Linked DNA regions of Scatophagus argus: region 1 is linked to region 2. A link is a contact called in public Hi-C data. All regions are on one chromosome and are shown on one strand. The core of a region is the stretch at or near the end of the contact, and the rest is flanking DNA. Distances in the headings are between cores, read along the strand shown. Region 1 holds the start of mdh2 (malate dehydrogenase, mitochondrial). Region 2 holds the start of trmt11 (tRNA (guanine(10)-N2)-methyltransferase homolog).

Evidence for each region. Hi-C and Micro-C count contacts between places; a contact is called where the count stands out from the background.
Region 1: a contact with region 2 is called in a Hi-C map of muscle, with 3 times the contacts expected there. The contact joins the promoter of mdh2 here to the promoter of trmt11 in region 2. A contact is called at or near these places in 2 of 2 Hi-C or Micro-C datasets (both in muscle).

What each region holds. Positions count from the first base shown.
Region 1 is chr9:8,729,853-8,732,552 of fScaArg1.pri, reverse strand. It overlaps mdh2 (malate dehydrogenase, mitochondrial), which reads left to right and starts at 1,350. Exons shown (of 1, transcript XM_046399096.1): 1 at 1,350-2,700. The coding sequence starts at 1,477. The coding sequence ends at 2,490. It overlaps LOC124064528 (E3 ubiquitin-protein ligase rnf146-like), which reads right to left and starts at 1,311. Exons shown (of 3, transcript XM_046399095.1): 1 at 1,159-1,311; 2 at 435-494; 3 at 1-106. The coding sequence starts at 94.
Region 2 is chr9:8,589,895-8,592,594 of fScaArg1.pri, reverse strand. trmt11 (tRNA (guanine(10)-N2)-methyltransferase homolog) reads right to left here and starts at 1,398. Exons shown (of 13, transcript XM_046400406.1): 1 at 1,246-1,398; 2 at 346-411; 3 at 155-228; 4 at 1-49. The coding sequence starts at 1,320. si:dkey-29b11.3 (actin-binding Rho-activating protein-like) reads left to right here and starts at 1,517. Exons shown (of 2, transcript XM_046400408.1): 1 at 1,517-1,986; 2 at 2,427-2,700. The coding sequence starts at 2,435.

The sequences.
Region 1 (2,700 bases), core at 101-2,600, 140 kb before region 2:
CTGCACTGTTCCCACTTCCACCACCATTGTTGCTGCCTTTTTTACTGGATGGAAGTGAGCTCACAGAGTGGTCTACCTCCCCACAACTAGCCATCCTTAGGAAATGCTGAGGAAAGGGAACAATTGTAAATAGAGTTAAAGTGAGCATGTTAGGATTATTTTTACTTTTATCAATAGTACTCATTTTGAAAGAGAAAACCGTATTCAAAATGATTATTACTGGGATGGTTACTTTTACATGAAGAATAAAAATTCTGTTAAATACACAATTGTCAATAAAAATACCATAATAATATTCTACTGCTGGTGTCACTGTCAGTAAATAAGACAGTCCCAAGATAAAGACAAAATAAAAATCACAAATATTAATAGTATACTGTATACGCTGCCTGCAACTTGAAAAAAGGTTGACTAACTTAATATCTGATACTTACTGGAAGTACCCTTAATGCTGATGTACCATTAGGAGGGCTGATGGACCTTAAAATTTGCCGCTGCCAAAAGGAAAAGAACAGTCGGTGAAAATGTCTGTTCTACATAAGATGCACAAAATCAAAACGTTTTTTCATTAGAAATTATGCGACAACCAAACTTTGAGACAAAGTTGCACTTTGTGTCTAATGTTGTAATGTTAAAAAGGAATAGCAAGTTATCGTTCACTTAACCATGGCTGAAAGGTAAGGGTTTACTGTGCAACAAAGGGCTGCTCTGTCAACTGCTTGACGACAAGCACTGAACTATGAGAGCTAACTGTTGCAAGTTTGAGTTACCCCAGCTGGCCTTATGACAGGGCTAGTGATAAGCGCAGCTAATGTTAGTAGAGTAAAAAAAAACAGCTAGCGATGTAAAATACAACTGGTGAGTCAATAAAAAAACTAGTTCAGCTAACGTCAGATACTTAGTAGCTAGTACAAAGCAATCAGTTTTTGTTTTATGTTATCTTTAAACATGCAAACATAAGCCGAATAGTACAAAGAGATTTCTCGACTAACAAGGCGATCATAACAATAAGACCTGTTGTAGCTAACGCCAGTTAGGCTTATGGCAGCACTCTGACTCCAGCAAATAGACGGCGCTAGCTTATTTTAGCAGCGCGACATAAACAGCAAGGAGAAGCATTTTCTCTCGACAGAGAAAATGCAGCGACTGCGTGCCTACCGTAATATTGGATTTTGCTCTGCTGGTCTGGTGTACAGTTGCAGCTCGTGTAACGGCACTGATTTCCAGCGCTAATTTACGGACTTTAAACGTTAACTGGCTTTTGTTTTCCTACGAAAAAGGCTGAAATAAAGACGAGGACGTAACAGTACGCGCTGACGCAATATGACGTATATATCGCACGACCCATATTCTCGACGCATGACAGTTTAAGCTCTTCCTGTTCGCTGGTGGCTAGAGGACGTTGGTGTCACAGAGGAGAGGGGCTCTTCGGGTATTTCTGATTTTATTACAGTAAAAAGAAGTCACTGAAACAAAATGTTTTCCCGTGCCGTGAGACCTACAGTTAACCTCGCTCGGAGCCTGTCCACCTCAACGCAGAGCAACGCTAAGGTGGCGGTCCTTGGAGCGTCAGGCGGCATAGGCCAGCCGCTATCTCTGCTTCTCAAGAATAGTCCCCTGGTGAGTCACCTCTCCCTCTATGATATTGCCCACACACCCGGTGTGGCTGCAGACCTGAGCCACATCGAGACGAAGGCCCAGGTGACCGGCCACATGGGTCCCGATCAGCTGGATGCCGCTCTGCAGGGTTGTGACGTCGTGGTCATCCCCGCCGGTGTGCCCAGAAAACCTGGCATGACTCGTGATGATCTCTTCAACACCAACGCCACCATTGTAGCCACCTTGGCCGATGCCTGTGCCCGCACCTGCCCTGAGGCTATGATCTGCATCATCGCAAATCCTGTCAACTCTACCATCCCTATTACATCAGAGGTCATGAAGAAGCATGGAGTGTACAACCCCAACAGAGTGTTTGGTGTCACAACCCTGGACATTGTCAGAGCAAACACCTTCGTGGCAGAGCTCAAAGGCCTTGACCCAGCTCGTGTCAATGTACCAGTCATTGGAGGTCATGCTGGGAAGACCATCATTCCGCTCATTTCCCAGTGCACACCAAAAGTTGAGTTCCCTGCTGACCAGCTGTCTGCTCTGACAGCCAGGATCCAGGATGCTGGCACAGAGGTGGTGCAGGCCAAGGCTGGAGCTGGATCTGCTACGCTCTCCATGGCCTATGCTGGCGCCCGCTTTACCTTCTCTGTCCTGGATGCCATGAATGGAAAGGAGGGTGTGGTGGAGTGCGCCTTTGTCAGGTCTGAGGAGACAGAGTGCAAGTACTTCTCCACGCCACTTCTCCTGGGGAAGAACGGCATTGAGAAGAACCTTGGGCTGGGAAAGCTTTCTGCCTTTGAGGAGAAGCTGGTGGCTGATGCCATGAGTGAGCTGAAGGCTTCTATTAAGAAGGGCGAGGATTTTGTTGTTAAAATGAAGTGAACAGGGAGCATTTAGTTAGTTGAAAGCAAACAACAGCTGTGATTGATAATTGGTTCCGTCTTAACTTAAAAGGCATCTGGGTAAACTTCAGTATCTGTCAGTGTTTCCTCTTTTGTTTTCGTTAGCAGTAGGGGTCATCTAGATTCAGAAATCATGGTTTTAACCATGGTCATCTTTCTTATGTATCATCTCCCTTACCTTTTCAAACAT
Region 2 (2,700 bases), core at 149-2,648:
TCTGAGTTCACGGTGTGTTTGTCCGTGGCCCCATAGTTCAAAAGCAGACCTGAAAGAATGATGCAACATGAGCCACAGCAATATGTGCAACATGGTAATTCCATCATTACAGGCATAGTGCCATTATTTACATTTCCAACGCTAAAATATTTACTTTGCACAGATGGATCTGGACATGATGCTGTGGACATCCTCCTCGGATAACCCATCCAGACACCAGAAAGGAGACTAGGGAGAAGAAAGAGGAGTGACTGTGGGGGAATCTGGCCAATAAGACACAAACGTTCCAATGTGGCAGCTGTCAAATCATCAAAAAAGGACAAAAAAAAAATCTGATTTCCAAACCTTTTCTTTGAACTTTTCACAAGGCTGGAATGCTTTTCCTCTGAGAGCCAGCAAAGCCTTAATCTCCTGCAAGTTGAGTACAAAAATCACAAATGTTCTACTATGAATTACAACCTATCAGGAAACCTTTATACATACAGACAGATTACAGGAATAAATGAGTAAATTAGTGTTGCATATCTTATTGTCAAGTATGGATCAAGTTCTAAAAAATGCTATATCATACAGTTTAGACACTGCAAAGCAATAGTGTCATTTTGTTAAGCACTGCCTGGTAAATGACCTCAACTTTCAAACTCCTAACTAAACTCCTAACTCCTAGTCCACACTGCAGGCAGTTATAAATGTGAAGTCTCAAGGATTCTATTTTCTGCTTTTCCTGGATAAATTCTTTGAAATGCAGCGGAGTTCATCTAAACACAAATAAACTAAAACTGGGCATATTTTTCCTTATGTGAAAATGTGCATTGCTGCAGATTAAATCTACAGTGTCCACTTGTTGACGTGTGTTAACAAGCATATTGGTCCTACTCGCACAGTAAGAGCTGCAGATGAGTATACATTTATGATTAGGAAAAAGCTAAAGATAAGACAAGTATGAATTACCAGTTAATCACCATGTCGGTAAGAGATCACAGAGGGAGAGAGGGTAGAGAAAATGCGTTTATGTGTTATAATTATGGGAGAAAATATCGAGAACTTCTCATGTGAAACCAAAGCCTACATCTGATCACCCGCTACAGTAACGTGAGGTTTTTACCGTTTGAATTAGCAAGTGGCTAACGTAACGCTCCATCTGAGGAGGAACTGCTGTCTGTCAGACTCTGATCTTTTCACAGAAAACATTAACATTCACAATAAAGGCTTGACAGAAACTGTGAGCGGGCTGAAGAAGGTTACCGGCAACCTGAAGTCCAGATTATCTTGGGCGAGATGTAGTAGATACTGTAAGCATGATCGACTGTGCGCCGCCATTGTTGCAGATTCAAAACAAGTCCGGTTAGAAACACCGGGCTCTGACAGTACCGGGCAGCAGTATCGCCTGGTCACCAAATTACCATAGATGGAAAAGAATGAAGCATTTTTCTTTCAGTATATTGCCTGAAATATAATTGATCAGTGTGTTATTTTCTGTGCGCAATATATACATATCTACAAGCGGACAACCGGTGTTACCACTAGCTGTTGTTAGTTTGATGTTTTTAATATCATTTGGTGACATAGTCCAATTTAAGTGGCTATATCGTTTGCCGGTTTGCCGTTTGTTTTTCATCAAAACAATAACATATCATGTATAAGCAACTTTTAACTATGAATCAATCACTATTCTGCATTTGCGTGCCTGGATAAACTCCTCTCCCGATTGTAATCTGCTTTACTTCAGAGGCACCTTGTCTCCCTGTCTGATCGGTCATTGGCTCCCCGGATGGTCTCTAACAAGCCACTGGCCGAGACAGATGTCCATCAGAGTCTTTTTTTCTCTCTAGAGACAGAAACGCATCCGCACTCTTGCTACTGTCAGCGGTGTTGCAGTATTGTTAAAAGGAACTACAGTGTTACAGTGTGACCACGGGACTTTGCTCTGTAGCAACAATGAAACATTATAGCAGGCCAAGTGAAGATCGAGTCCGTGTGTAAAATGTAAGTTGTATCACGTTTGTCAATTTTCTGAAAGGTTGTAAACTTAAGTTATTTGGCAAAGCAGGATGCTCACCTCTTCCAGTTTTGTTGATAAACTGACTGATTTTGTATAAATAACATTTTTACTTTTCCTTGTTGTCCAGGCTGTATTTGCTAATTATTGCTAATTAACTCTTAATTATTGGAGACCATAGAGTCACATACAGATATATAGAGCTGAATCACAAAAACCCAATGAATAGGCTGCATAACAGGACAGCTATAATCAGGTGGAATATGAATATAATATAATATGGAATATAATATCTGACTTTTATAATGCTTATTTATTTAAATCTTATTTATTTGATTTTGAGTAGTTGATTAAATAATAAAGCAATAAACAGCTAAGACCACAACGTTGTATATGACCTATTGAAGCCATGTAATGTTTTCAGCAGAACGAGCCATGGGGACGAACAGCGAGAGGAAAACAGTGATGGAACCTGAAGATGACGTTCCAGCCGCTGCTCAGTCGAGTGACGACACTGCAGTGTGTATGGCTTCTGTGAAAGGCCTAAAGGAGAACTGGCAGAAGTGGTCCAACGAGCACCAGGAGTACCAAAGGCAAAACCCCTTCAGTCACGACACCAGGCTGAGTGTGGTGGTCCCTCAGAGGGGGCAGGATGACTACGGGAGGCCCCTGCAGGGCTCCATGACGGAGCAGCGGGGGAA